Regions from separate parts of the Zea mays genome. Here region 2 is linked to region 1. Evidence: chromatin contacts called from public Hi-C data. All regions are on one chromosome and are shown on one strand. Each heading gives the region's core, a stretch centred on a gene start, on an enhancer-like site or on the middle of the called end of the contact. The rest is flanking DNA. Distances are from core to core; before and after follow the strand shown.

What was found. Hi-C and Micro-C count contacts between places; a contact is called where the count stands out from the background.
Region 2: a contact with region 1 is called in a Hi-C map of endosperm, with 2.3 times the contacts expected there. The contact joins the promoter of LOC103644172 here to the promoter of LOC103644171 in region 1. A contact is called at or near these places in 9 of 25 Hi-C or Micro-C datasets (bundle sheath, ear, endosperm and 4 more) and 2 of 3 datasets of contacts at active chromatin or transcription factors (leaf and seedling).

The regions. Positions count from the first base shown.
Region 1 is chr1:294,251,612-294,258,236 of Zm-B73-REFERENCE-NAM-5.0, forward strand. LOC103644171 (folate-biopterin transporter 1, chloroplastic) reads right to left here and starts at 4,098. Exons shown (of 10, transcript XR_561518.4): 1 at 3,715-4,098; 2 at 2,721-2,977; 3 at 2,461-2,525; 4 at 2,196-2,358; 5 at 1,916-2,064; 6 at 1,576-1,830. It overlaps LOC100274966, which reads right to left. Exons shown (of 2, transcript NM_001149199.1): 2 at 5,366-5,764. The coding sequence ends at 5,701.
Region 2 is chr1:294,397,203-294,403,314 of Zm-B73-REFERENCE-NAM-5.0, forward strand. It overlaps LOC103644172 (pentatricopeptide repeat-containing protein), which reads left to right and starts at 2,841. Exons shown (of 2, transcript XM_008667366.4): 1 at 2,841-3,026; 2 at 3,117-5,660. The coding sequence starts at 3,215. The coding sequence ends at 5,383.

The DNA.
Region 1 (6,625 bases), core at 2,848-5,347:
TAATTACTTCAGAATTTGCTAGTAAACCAGTCTATATAGCCTATAAAAAAGGGGCAGACCTAGTGCCGGAGGCTCCCACACATGGAAAGGATATACTGAGACAAATCTTCCCCTCCAAATGCGAAGAGACTGCTTCGAAGGCTCTCCCATGACCATGAGTTGGGTCTAAGAAAGGGATAAACTGAAATAAGCCTTCCCCCGCAAATGTGAATAGGTTGCTTTGAACCCGCGACCTGGTGACTCAGTGAGACAGCTATCACCACTGCACCAGGCCTGCCCTTCTATCTATATTGCCCACACCACATAGAATTTAATCGATTACAATGCTGGTACCAGTAAATCAGATTAGAACCGCAGCACTAAAGTTGGGAATTTTAGCATGGAAGGAAATAATTTATGTTCAAATTGCTGCTATCCAAGATCAACACAAGGTAGATGCAGTGGCGGATCTAGGATCTTTATATAGGGTGTGCCGCAACAAAATTTTCATATACAATTATAACTAATATATATAATTTCATACAAACTATCCACATAATTTAAGAAGCATATGTGATCAAATGGAAACAAGATGATCTAAATTGGATGACAAAACCAAGTTTTTTTTACTTATTCGATTGAAGCAATCATCCTTGTGCCATAAGGAGAAAAGATAGAAATAAATCCATCTTGCCGCTGGCCCGCTCACCATTTTAGGGTGTGGTTTGGTTGCTGGCCAGCCGCCAGCAACCGCACCGCTGACGCCTTTTCCCCCAGGGGTGGTGGTTGCTGGTTGGAGCAGATCAAATCTCCGAGCGAGTGGCCGGTGGCAGCTGCGGCCTGCGTGGGCGTGGATGGCGAGCGCTGCAACAGCGGCACAAGGCAGCAGACGCTAAGGCGAGGGCAGCCGGCGGCGGCGCGAGCTCTGCAACTAGGCAACGAGCGAAGAGCACATGGCTGAAGAACAGGAGCAGGTCTTGGTGGGCCGGCTTAGGGAGTGCCGTGGCCCACCTGGACCCCCTGTGGGTGTGCCCCTGGCTAGATGCAAATCCAGCACTAGATTCGAGAATTTTAACATAGGAAGAAACCATTTCTGTTCAAATTTTGGATATCCAAGATCAGCACGGGCCAGATGCAGATCCATTCCAGCACCAGCAATTATCACAAAGAATTCAAACTTATCCAGAACCAGTAGATTCGAGAATTTTAACATAGAAAAAAAATCCCCTCGTTGTGCCCTGCCCGTTCCCGGGTTACGTCCTGCGCGCCACCCTCCGGCTGGGCCGTTGCAAAGTGGGCGGTGATGGCCCGCTAGTGACGGGAGGCCAGGGTTCGGGGATTTTCTCGGTCAGAACCATGTTTCGGTCTCTTCTTAATATAATACCGGGAGGACGGTCTTTCCCTCCCCGGCTGAGTTTTTTTATCCAGAACCAGCAGTTTCAGGTTCAGAATTATTTGCTCTAAGCAAGAATTCAAACTTTCTTCTGTCACGTTTTGAATACTCAAAGACTGGTATTAGACTTTACAGATTTCAGAAATAAATCTAACACAACAGTCCAGAGCAATTAAGCTGGTAAAATGAGTCTGTGAACATACATGAAGAAAAACATGGCAGAGTCTGATTGCGGTGTTGCTTGCCAAAGGAATATGAACAAGGTGGGTAGGAGTATGCTGGGTTGCTTTACTGAATCCCAAATCTGCATGATACGTTGCTTAGAGCTCTCAATTAATTCTGAACCTGAAACTGAAAGTGAGACTGAACTTTTCCCCAAAGGTAAGCGTTCTTCATTTACAAGAACTGCAACAGCAGATGTCATCAGTGGCAGAAGTGCTGTAACACCAAAAACAAATCTGCATTCATGGGACACATGATCAGTGAACTGTAAACACACCAAGAAGCTTCATCAGCTGTTACCAGGTCTATTAGCAACACAACCTTACACCATAAGTATCCACTAAAGAACCACTGAAGTATGCACTCACGACTCCTCCGAAGGCTGAGGATCCCCAACATAGCGACTGGAGAGATCCAGATGTACTCTGTGATTCACCTCGAGCTCTCTCAACCACCATAGAATCAACCACCTGGATTATTTTTCAGTTACATTATGAAAACAAACCAGAAGTTCAAACATTGGAGTCCATAAAGAAAATGTTAGAGAAGTACAATGCAAAAGTTGAACTGAAACATTCTAAGCTAGCATTTTCTGACTTACAACATCAGATATGGCAACTGCAAGAGATCCAAGAATAATAGAGAGTGCTGCACTATATTTATCATCCACAACAGCGGCCATCAAACTCCATGAAAGTGCTCCAAGGATGCCTGATAGAAATAGGTACGACCTTCTTCGATATCCAAAGAGAGGGATGGAATCACTGTATACGGAAATAAAAACAGTACATCATTGCAATTAAGTGCATATATCATATACAGAAAGAAAGGGATGGCAGGGAGGTTATTCGGTATTTTGGTGAAACCTGATAAAACCGTAGAGGGGCTTGACCAACCATGGCAAGGCTGAGAACCCAGATATAACTGCAGTCTAGAAAACACAAACCAAGTTAATCTCTGTACTAAGACATGTTAGACATTTTTTTCACAGAACAAGAGTTCTAAGGGAATGCACTTGATGTACTCATACTGCTTATGCACCAGCAAAACAAAAGCACACATGCTTGGAGATTGAAAGCGGAAATGGACTAGTATTTGGATGAAGAAACAAGGATTTCCACCATACCTCTGCTGGCTCAAGATGAAGATTATCTTTTAAGTAGAAGCTGACAGCAAGCCTCGAAAGGCCTAAAACTCCTTGCACGAAGTAAACAATAGCAACAGCCACATTATCAGGGGACAAATCAACCCCAAATACTTTGATGTACCTTGACTTGGACATGCTCTTTGAAAGGCCTTCTGTACTATATTGCCACCCCTCGCGGTCTGCATTTTGTGTGTCCTCTTCTTTCGAAGTTACTTGATATCTTGGTTTTGCACTCCCTAAAATAGATAATGTGATGAAAATGGAAGCACAACGTACAATAAGCTTGACATCCAAACAGTACTGGTAGCTTGCTTTAAGGAGTAACACAGGAAGTACCAGGAACTCCTGTAGTTTCCTTACCAGTAATGAAATTCGGTTTGTCCGTAGTGGACAAACAAAGAGGAGCGAAACAGGGGTGGAAAATCTACCCTATTTGTTAAGCGCCACTATTCTTTGATTATCATCATGCTATAGGAATTGTGCTATCCACAAGGAACGTGACAAGTCCAAACTATCCTATCTAGGAAAAGTTTATGAAAAAAACTGACTGAAAGGGGTTGGTGGCTTGGTGCTATAGCTATGCAGGCAAAGTAGAGAAGGTCTCCTGAATGTTTTTAGGGTGTGCGTGTCAGGGTGTGTGTGAGTGCGCTTGAGCGTGCGTACCTTGGTAGTCCAGGCTTAGAAAAAAGGGGTCTCCTGAATGTTTTCTGGATGACCATAAGAAATTCCTGCAACTGCACAAACGAAAACCAGAGGTCTCGAAGCTTCCCTAGACAAACTATCAAGTTTCCAGAAGCTGTGGAAAATTCAGCCAGTGGTGCTTGATTTCTCAGACTACCGCACGTTTCTCCCTCTCTCGGAGCCCAATGAAAACGCCCACTCCAAAAATTTCGTATCCGCTGCTCTTACCAGTCAGTTACCACACAGAATTGCTTTACAATTACGATATAGCTAATAAGCCAGCGCGGCTCACCCGTCCGACGGACCGAGGAGGACGTGCTGCTGCCGTCGAGGCCGAGGGAGCCTGGAGCCGTCCCGTCGTCATCGTACGAGCCGCGGCGGCCTGAGCTGCCGCCGAGCGCCGTCTCCGGGGGGCGGCCGCAGCGGCAGCCGTGTTCCAGCGGGCGGCGGCGGCGGCGATCGTGGCCGCCGAATATTAGGTACAAGTCGGCCGCAGCGGTGGCGCTCGGGAGCGGAAGGGGCGGCGGTGAGAGCAGGACGCTGAAGCCCATCCTCTCCGTCGTCTCGTGGTTCCGAGCTTCGTTTTGCTTTTCTCCTCTCTTCCCGTTTCCTCGGGCTCAGCAGTCTCGCCGCGCCGCGCCAACGTCTCTGTCTCTCCCTCAGAAAAAGGCCCGCCATATGTTCGGCCATATGTTCGGCTTTTCATACATTGCGGCCCAGCTTGCGCAATGTATGAAACCTGATAGCTCTACGGCCAATACATATCAGGGCAATCTAGGGATGGCAACGGGGAATTCCCCGTCGGGTTTTAGCTCCCCAAATCCGTCCCCGCGACAAAAAAATTTCCCCGCGGGGATCCCCACGAACGCTTGCGGGGGACATTTCTTCTCCATCCCCGTTCCCCGCGGGGATAAATCTCCATCGGGGATCCCCATCCCCGCTTAAATTATAATTAAATCGTACTTCATTTGTTATCAATGTAAAATATTGTCACTTATACACATTGTTAGATGTAAAATTCATTATGTGCACATTAAAATCAATGTATTTGTACAACAGGTGATCTCTTGACAAGGTAATTCTTTACTTTTATCATTAACTATTACATGAAAACATTGTCACATGTAAGTTTAACGGGTCCCCGCGGGGAACGGGTATGGGGAATGCTTCCCCATCCCCGTCCCCGTTTACCCGTCGGGGGAGAACTTTTCCCCATTTACATCCCCGTGGGGGAAGAAACTTCCCCATCCCCATCCCCTAATAGAGGAATTCCCCGCGGGGAATCGGGGATCGGGTCCCCATTGCCATCTCTAGGGCAATCTATTTATCCAACTGCTAGTGTGGGGAAAACAAAACCTGACGGTTTTCGGCGGACGCCTGGTTTTCTGGAACCGTGGGTTCCGAAAACTGTTTCCCACTGTTTTTTGAAAAAGAATTAAAAAATGGAAAATTTTGCAAGAAAACAGAAAAATATGATAAAAGAATAAATATTTTCTGGTATATATTATATTCATTTCTATTTTCACTTTAAAATTAATTAGCATTTTGGGTTATAAACAATGAAAATCGGTAAAAAACAACAAAAAAGCAAAAAAATACTGGTTTACCGTGAACCGTTTTAATTGAATTAGAATACAAATGGGTCAAAAATCTGGGGAAAAAACCCCACGGAAACCGGTTTCTTAGTGAAATTTAGCAGTTTCTCGGGTGGTTTTCACCAGTTTAGCGCATTTTTTTGTTGGTTTACCGTTTTTTTAAAATTTTGGATTTGATTTGCTAAACCGGACGATTTTTTATTGTTTTGGGGATAAACCGGCGGTAAACTGATACCGCCAAGGAGCAGTTTTGGTGATCCTTGGTCTGGACTTGCTTGAGCCCGTTCTGTCCATTGCAGTTCCAGATCAACACACTGGAGATTACCACACGGTGTGTCACTATCATTCTTCAAATAAGATGATTTGTTTCCAATTTATATCTCGAGATGAGATTGAACTAAGCTAATTTTCTCCTACTAGTATGAAAGCTTTACAGAAAGGCAACATCCTGCCTGCACTAACACAACTCTGAAAACCAGCTGCACACAGATCTGACAAACTGATACTACAAATCTACGGCTAGGCTACGAAGCATCTGTAGCGGCATGTACTGCTGATGAGACTGGTTTACACCCAGCAAGTGATTCCGGTGGATCTCATGGAGGATAATAAACAAGAAGACACCCTGGCCCTCCACGGGAAAGAACACACCATGGTCGAGAATGAGCGGGGTCCTTCTTGACTCATTGGATAGCGCAAACACATGTCGAGATGCCGTCTCCGTCGTCAAGCAAGTCTCCGCCTTCGCTGTATGGAATCACAAGAGGCACAGTGTGAGATTAGCAAACGAGCAAGAACCTAGCAGGAAAGTTCAGAGGCCTGCCAAGTCAGTCAAGCCAATCCATCCAAAAATGTGACATGGCCTCTAGAATATGGAGATGTTTTTTGAGAGTGATGTGCACATGATATCCCCAGCACTAAAAAAAGAAGGAAAAATGTCCGGTGTTTTATTTCTGATTGCTGCATGACATGACATACATTGACGTACCCTTCTATGAAAATGATGTTGATCCTCTACATTTCTCACCTCGATAACTTTTACGGAGCAGTCAAGTCTTTAAGGTGAGGTCAAATAGAGTGGTGGTTCGTGGATCGGGTTTTTTTCTTACTGGAAAGCGGTGGATGACCAATAATAAGTGTTTGATTATTTTTTTAACGGCCTGACATTATTTATCTCTCTGCATTTTATATGGCCACCCATAGTCCTGACTGGAAACCTATGTTTAAAAAACCACACCAATCTCAGTTTGTGCAACTAACTTGATACTATCCCAATGCTTTCAAACGATAAATACAGTAAAAATAGTAATAGTGATGGGGATATAAAGATCGACTGACAGCACTATGATGTTATGCAGTAAAATTGAGAAGGCAAGTATGCCCGAAACCATGAACTCAGGCTGCTTCAGTGTAAATTTGCTAGCATAAATGTGACCATGTCATAAAACTATAGGTGCAATTTTGTATCCACAGTTTTTTTCCCCTAAAGACAGCTAAAAGATTCAGTAATAAACCCTCTTAGAATAATACATCCACAATTGCGATTTATGGATAAAATTGAAATGATCATATGACCAAAAAACGCAAACTTAAAGGGTGTTTGAATAG
Region 2 (6,112 bases), core at 1,591-4,090, 140 kb after region 1:
TAGAAAGAGACTCAAAGCCTATTGGGCAATATATTTTTACAGGCGGATTCGGTTATCAACCGTCTGTGCTATTTTTAGTGGCGGTTCCATAAGAAAACCGTCACTATAAATCGTATTTCTACAGGCGGTTCTTTAAGAAAACGCCTTTACAAATCCATGATTTCTAGTGGCGGTTTTCTTAAGGAACTGCCACTAGAAATCACTTTTATCCTTAATTTTTTGAGTTTTTCAAACGACCTCGTATAATGAAACCACCAAAATAAAAGTTGAAGATCTATAAAAGTTATGAAACTTTGTAGTTGACAACTTTATTATTTGAACTCGTTTCGGTTCTCAAAAATTGAATCTAAGTATGTCAAATTTAAAATTCAAATTTTGCAAACTACCTCGAATGAAATAAGTATCAAAATAAAAGTTGTATAACTTCAGAAGTTATTCAACTGTGTAGTTGACAACTTTTTTATTTGAATTCGTTTACGGTCTCAAAAAAGCAATTTACACTCAGTTGGTTGTAATATGCAGATAAAAAAATTACAAACTAGACAAAAAACATGTCATAGACGAAGTTGTAGCGGAGGGTACGCACGAGGGTGAGGTCGGTGATTCGATTCCTAACAACTCCATAGCGCGCGAAATTTACGCAAAAAATGCCGCGACTTGTGACTCGAGACGGGTTGGTCCTCTCCTGAAATATTTTTTTTGCAGTTTTTAAAATCCGTTTAATGTTTCTGAAAATATTTTTCACTAGCGGTTTTATTACGTCGACGGCCAATGGAAACTGATTTTCACCGGCGGTTTTCTTAACTTAACCGCTAGTGGAAATCGATTTTCACTGGCGATCCTCAGTTACCCACATATAAAAATGATGATTTCTATTAACCCTTAGCACCGACGGTTCTAAGAAACGCTAATAAAAATAGGTTCACAATCTGTAGAACTTCTTTGTACCCGTGGAGGTGTTCGTCGGCTTAGCGGGACTTCACGTCGAGCTGCTTGGCATGTGAGGTGGCCGATTAGTGGGTCGTCTTTAGGATTGATTTGGTGACAAAGGGATCCCGGAAAGATTGGAGGGGATTGAAGGAGAAATGAACTAATTTCCCCGTTAGGGCTTGTTCGGTTATTTTCAATCCATATGGATTGAAGGGGATTGATACGGATTAGAAGGGATTTTAACTTACTAGGGATTGAAACCCCCTTAATCCCCCTCAATCCATATGGATTGGGGTAGAACCGAACAAGCCCTTAATTCTCTCTAATCCTCCCGGGATCCCGGGTCACCAAATCAGCTCTCAGGAGTTTTTTTTTGTCTTCTCTAGTAACCCGTTCTAGGTACCGACAAACGGTGTGTCCGACGTGCAGCAAACATATTAACCGAGTCTAGTGTAGCACAGTATATAACACACACGACGTCTGCTCTGCCCTTGCGTCACCGGCTCACCGCGAAGACTAACGAAAGCCACTTGCGCAGAGACGACGTGTGATCTCGATGAAATATTCTCGGTCGGCGTCGTTACCAGTAGCCGACGCCCGAGAGCCAAAGGCAACCAAGAGTCTGGACTGGAGGCGACCATTTCTATCATGGCGGCCATAGTCATGGAGAGAGATTCGCGTGACGTGTGCCTACGCTACGCTCACCTACTGCCGTGTTTGCGTGCATGGTCGCCGGCTGCACGAAGCAAGGGAGATTCGATCAGTTAACCTGTTACCCTTGTTCGTTCACGCGCGCGTACGCGTACCGTGTCAGCTGGCTCAGATGCGACGCGGTATCGCACTACGTACCATGTTTTGTTTATTTCTCGCTCACGCGTCATTGCTAATAGTAACAAACTTGGGCCGGCCGCATACGGCTGATGATATATATCCATTCTCGAATATTTGTCGCGTGTTAATTTATTTTTAAACTAAAACACAACAAATAAAAATGATCGGAGGGAGTAGATTTCAATGGAATCAAATGGCATAAAATGATTCAGACTTATTACTATTTTCACAACCCGTCTGAAAAAACAGCAGCCTTGAGCTCTCCTAATAAAGGCTGTATAAATAAGTGTACTTGTTTTTAGCAAACCAGCACGATACCATGACGACTCGAAGAATATATAGGAAATGATAGTGTGTCTGAATTCACGCTAGGCTCTATGGACCGACCAGCAGCATTGAGCATGCAAATGTTCGAACAAAATTAGATAGGATCACAGAAAAAGGTAACTAGGAGATTTAACAACCCTTGTGCTTTCTTGACTGTAAGGGCTAGTTTAGGAGTCAGAAAACCGGATAGGATTGGAGGGGCTAGAATCCTCTTCTTATTCAAAATTTTGAATAAGAAGAGGATTCTAGCCCTCCAATCCCCTCCGGTTTTCTGGCTCTCAAACTAGCTCTAAAGGTCGTCTCCAATTAATCTCATCTGGTTGCATTGACATCTTCCTTTGGGAGAGAAGGTCGTCTATTCCCTTGCCACTTGTTATGAAGCTCACTAGCAACATCTAGAAATGAAATTCCTATGCCATGTCAAACAAGGGCTCATCTTTAGTGTAACGACCCATTGATAGACGAGAAGCGATCGAGAGGAACAGACTTATCGCTTTACACGTGATGCATGACACACAAACCCGATGTTTTAAAATAGTAGAGATTTATAAAACTAGGCTTTTCAATTACTTTTAACTTTGAAAACTGTTCACTTTTTGTATTTTGGTGGTTTTGATGTCGATTTCACTGATGCAGTGCCACACCAGAAGTACTGCAGTAAATTGGACTACAAGTATTTTTTGTAAAAAATATATATATAATAATAGAAATAATTCAAAATTTATGCTGGGCTCGTCAATCGTCATGGCCTTGCTGTTTCCTGGGCTGGGCCTCGAAGTCGGAATGGACGTCCTTTCTTTCGCTTCCCGTCTGGTCCCCTTCCGAGTTCCGACTTCGACTCCCACCGCTGCCGGCGGCGCTGGCTAGGTGAGGCTAGCGGCGGCTCTCTGCTTCAGCCGGAGCGCTACTCGGTGCTGCCCCTCCTCCTCGCCTCCTGGGTAAGGAACTCTCCCCAGAGACCGGGTCGGTTTCTCGTTTAATTTGCTCCTCATTTTCATATCAGTAACAAGGGGAATGCACACTCGCAGCCTCGCAGGAGGACAGAGATTCTAAAATTCAGTACAAACTGACGACCTACACATTCGGAGCTTGGCATGGCGCTGTCAGTGTCCATATAGCTGCCTCAATGGCGCTGAAGGTTGCGTATCGCATACGCTTTGCGAGATGGCACCTGCTATCAGGCAGACTCATGTACTGTTCGTGCCCAGATTCGCCCTCCGCGCGGGCTTCTGCCGAGAGAGCAAGTTCTTCCGAGTTTGATTCTGCGATCCGGTCACTCAAGGACAGTCTCCGGCCAGAGAGTCTAGCCCGGATTCTCGATTCCACGTCCGATTCGAGCTTGGCACTTAGGATCTTCAGATGGGCTTCGCATCAGAGGTATAACATCCAGACGGTTGATACCTACAGCTGTATGATCTCCAGGCTTACTGTTGTGGAAAATCGTGATGAGATGGACAGCCTCCTCAGTGAGATGGTCAGGCTGAGGGTTCCTGCGCTGGAGCAGGCCCTTAATAAATTAGTTGAGTCCCTGAGCAGTAAGAACCGATGTGATGAAGCTTTGCTGGTAATACAGCATGCTAGATCTGCGAAGCTTAAGTTGTCAGTCTCAGCTTGCAACGGAGTGCTGCATGGTATGGTCAGGCAAGGAAGGGGTTTGCGGTTGTTCATGCTTGCGTACACGGAGATTATCAAGGCGGGAGTCCTCCCTGATGTGGAGGCATTGAATTTTCTGATCCAGGCTTTGTGTGAGTCTGGTCGTTTAGATCTGGCACTGATTCAGTTTGACAGGATGAACAAGAAGAGGTGTACTCCTAATAGTCATACGTTTGAGATACTGATCACAGCACTTTGTTTCCACAGCAGAGCAGATGAAGCGGTCAAGCTCTTTGATAAGATGCTGCAACTTAGATGCTCCCCTGATAGCAGCTTCCATGCTCAAGTGATGCCCCTGTTTTGCAAGTTCAGTAAAGTTAAGGAGGTGATTACGTTGCATCGAATAATGAAAGAAGGCAACATTCAGTTGAGTCTGCAGTTGTACAGTGCCTTGGTTAGATGTTTATGTGAGAATGAACTACTGGATGACGCTACCATAGTGTTCAAAGAGATGGTAGCATCAGGTCATGCTCCAATGGCAATTACATATGTGGACATGATAAATTGCTACTGTACAAAATCCAAGTTCCACAACGCTATGATCTTTCTAGAGGAAAATGGTGTCACTGAATTAGAACCATATAATGTGCTCCTGACATGGTTGTGTAGAAATGACAGGCTGCAGGATTCAGTAAACTATCTTGAGAAATTGCACAGCAGAGGTTTTGTTGATTGTGAGTCATGGAACATTGTTATAACTCAGTTCTGCAATGAAGGAAACATCAGAAGAGCATTTGAGCTCATTGGTAGAATGGTTGTTTCTTCATTTGCACCAGATAAGACTACCTATTCTGCTGTTATATCTTGTTACTGTCGATTAGGATCTTACATAGATGCCTTGAGTATGTTCAGAAGGGTAAGTATTAGCAACATGTCTTTGAATTCGGAATCTTTCTCACAGCTTGTAGAGGTTTTGTGTCACTCAAAGAGGATCAAAGAAGCTATCGAAGTTTTTAAATATCACTATAATAGAGGTTGCAGTCTGACAAACAAGTCACTTGATATGCTAATTCAAGGGAGTTGCTTGTCTGGAAAGATTCAAGAAGCAGTCAAATTGCGCACGTTGGCTGTTTCTGTTTGCACAGGCACTTTTTGTACATTCTCCACTTATGACATAATTATCCAAGCACTGTTCCATTTGAAGGAGGGGAAACATGTATTGGCTCTCTTTGCACAAATGTTGATGGAAGGTTGTCCATTGGATGGGTATGCATACAATATTCTGTTGCGCTCTTTCCTCACCAAGGAAACAATTATTGAGGCTGCTATCTTGTTCAACAGAATGGTTAACCATTCCTTTTTTCCTGACCAAGAGACGTTTGAATTATTAGTCAATGATATGGCCTTGTTTTCTTTTCTTAATATGGTTGCACAAAGTTTACTGAAAGTGGTAGATGCAAGTGGAACAGTGAGCCCTAGAATGTATAACATTATTATTTACGGACTTATTAAAGAAGGCTTCAAGAGTGAGGCATGCAAGTTTCTAGACCAAATGCTGGAAAAGGGGTGGGTGCCTGATTCAAGGACACATCGTGTCTTGGTCGGCAGCTCTGATCTGGTGGAGGCTAGAGAACTTGTTGAAGCCTACCAGACAGTGGATGGTGATAATGTGGCCAACATATTGTTGGAAGGACTAGATTGAGGTCTGTGACATGTTTTGGTTTACTGTTGTAGGGAAAGGATATACCAGTGCTGACAGTGTTTCCAGGTAAAGTTTTCATGAAATACTGTCAGTAATGAATACTGGTAGCAGAATCTAGAAAAGTAGAAAAACCTGTAGCAGAAAAGATAAGGGAGTTGTACATACTTGAAAGACCTTCAGCAAAGATGAAAACGGCAAATTGCTCTGGATAACGTCCTGTACTTTTCAGACATTATCGTGCCATTTCTAAGGAAAAAAAACACAATCTTTGCCATCAGTAATAGTCTGTGTGATGACTTGATGAATTAAATTGACTTTGGTTTCTTGCCTGAATTTCTGCTATTATATTTGTGGCTATTCTGAACCCAATATGGAACTAAACCAACACCACAAAACAAAACCCACCAGCTAGGCCTCTACTAACAGATTGGGGTGTTTAAAACTTAAAACAGTAATACATAGTGACAAGTTACTTTTGGCATAAAAATGAACCGTGTTTTCTTGAGTAGCTTTTTCAGATGATGTAGTGCTAGTTAATGAAAGTCGGTCGAAAGTAAATAGGAAATTAGGGTTATGAACACTATACAGGAGGAAGGAGATATTAATTAGGAGGTCAAGTATTACCTAGAAAAGTCATCTTTAGGTATTTAGAGGTATTTAGAATCAATGTTATAGAGAGATGGGATACTGACGAAGATGTTAGTCATAGAATCAAAGCAGGAATAGATA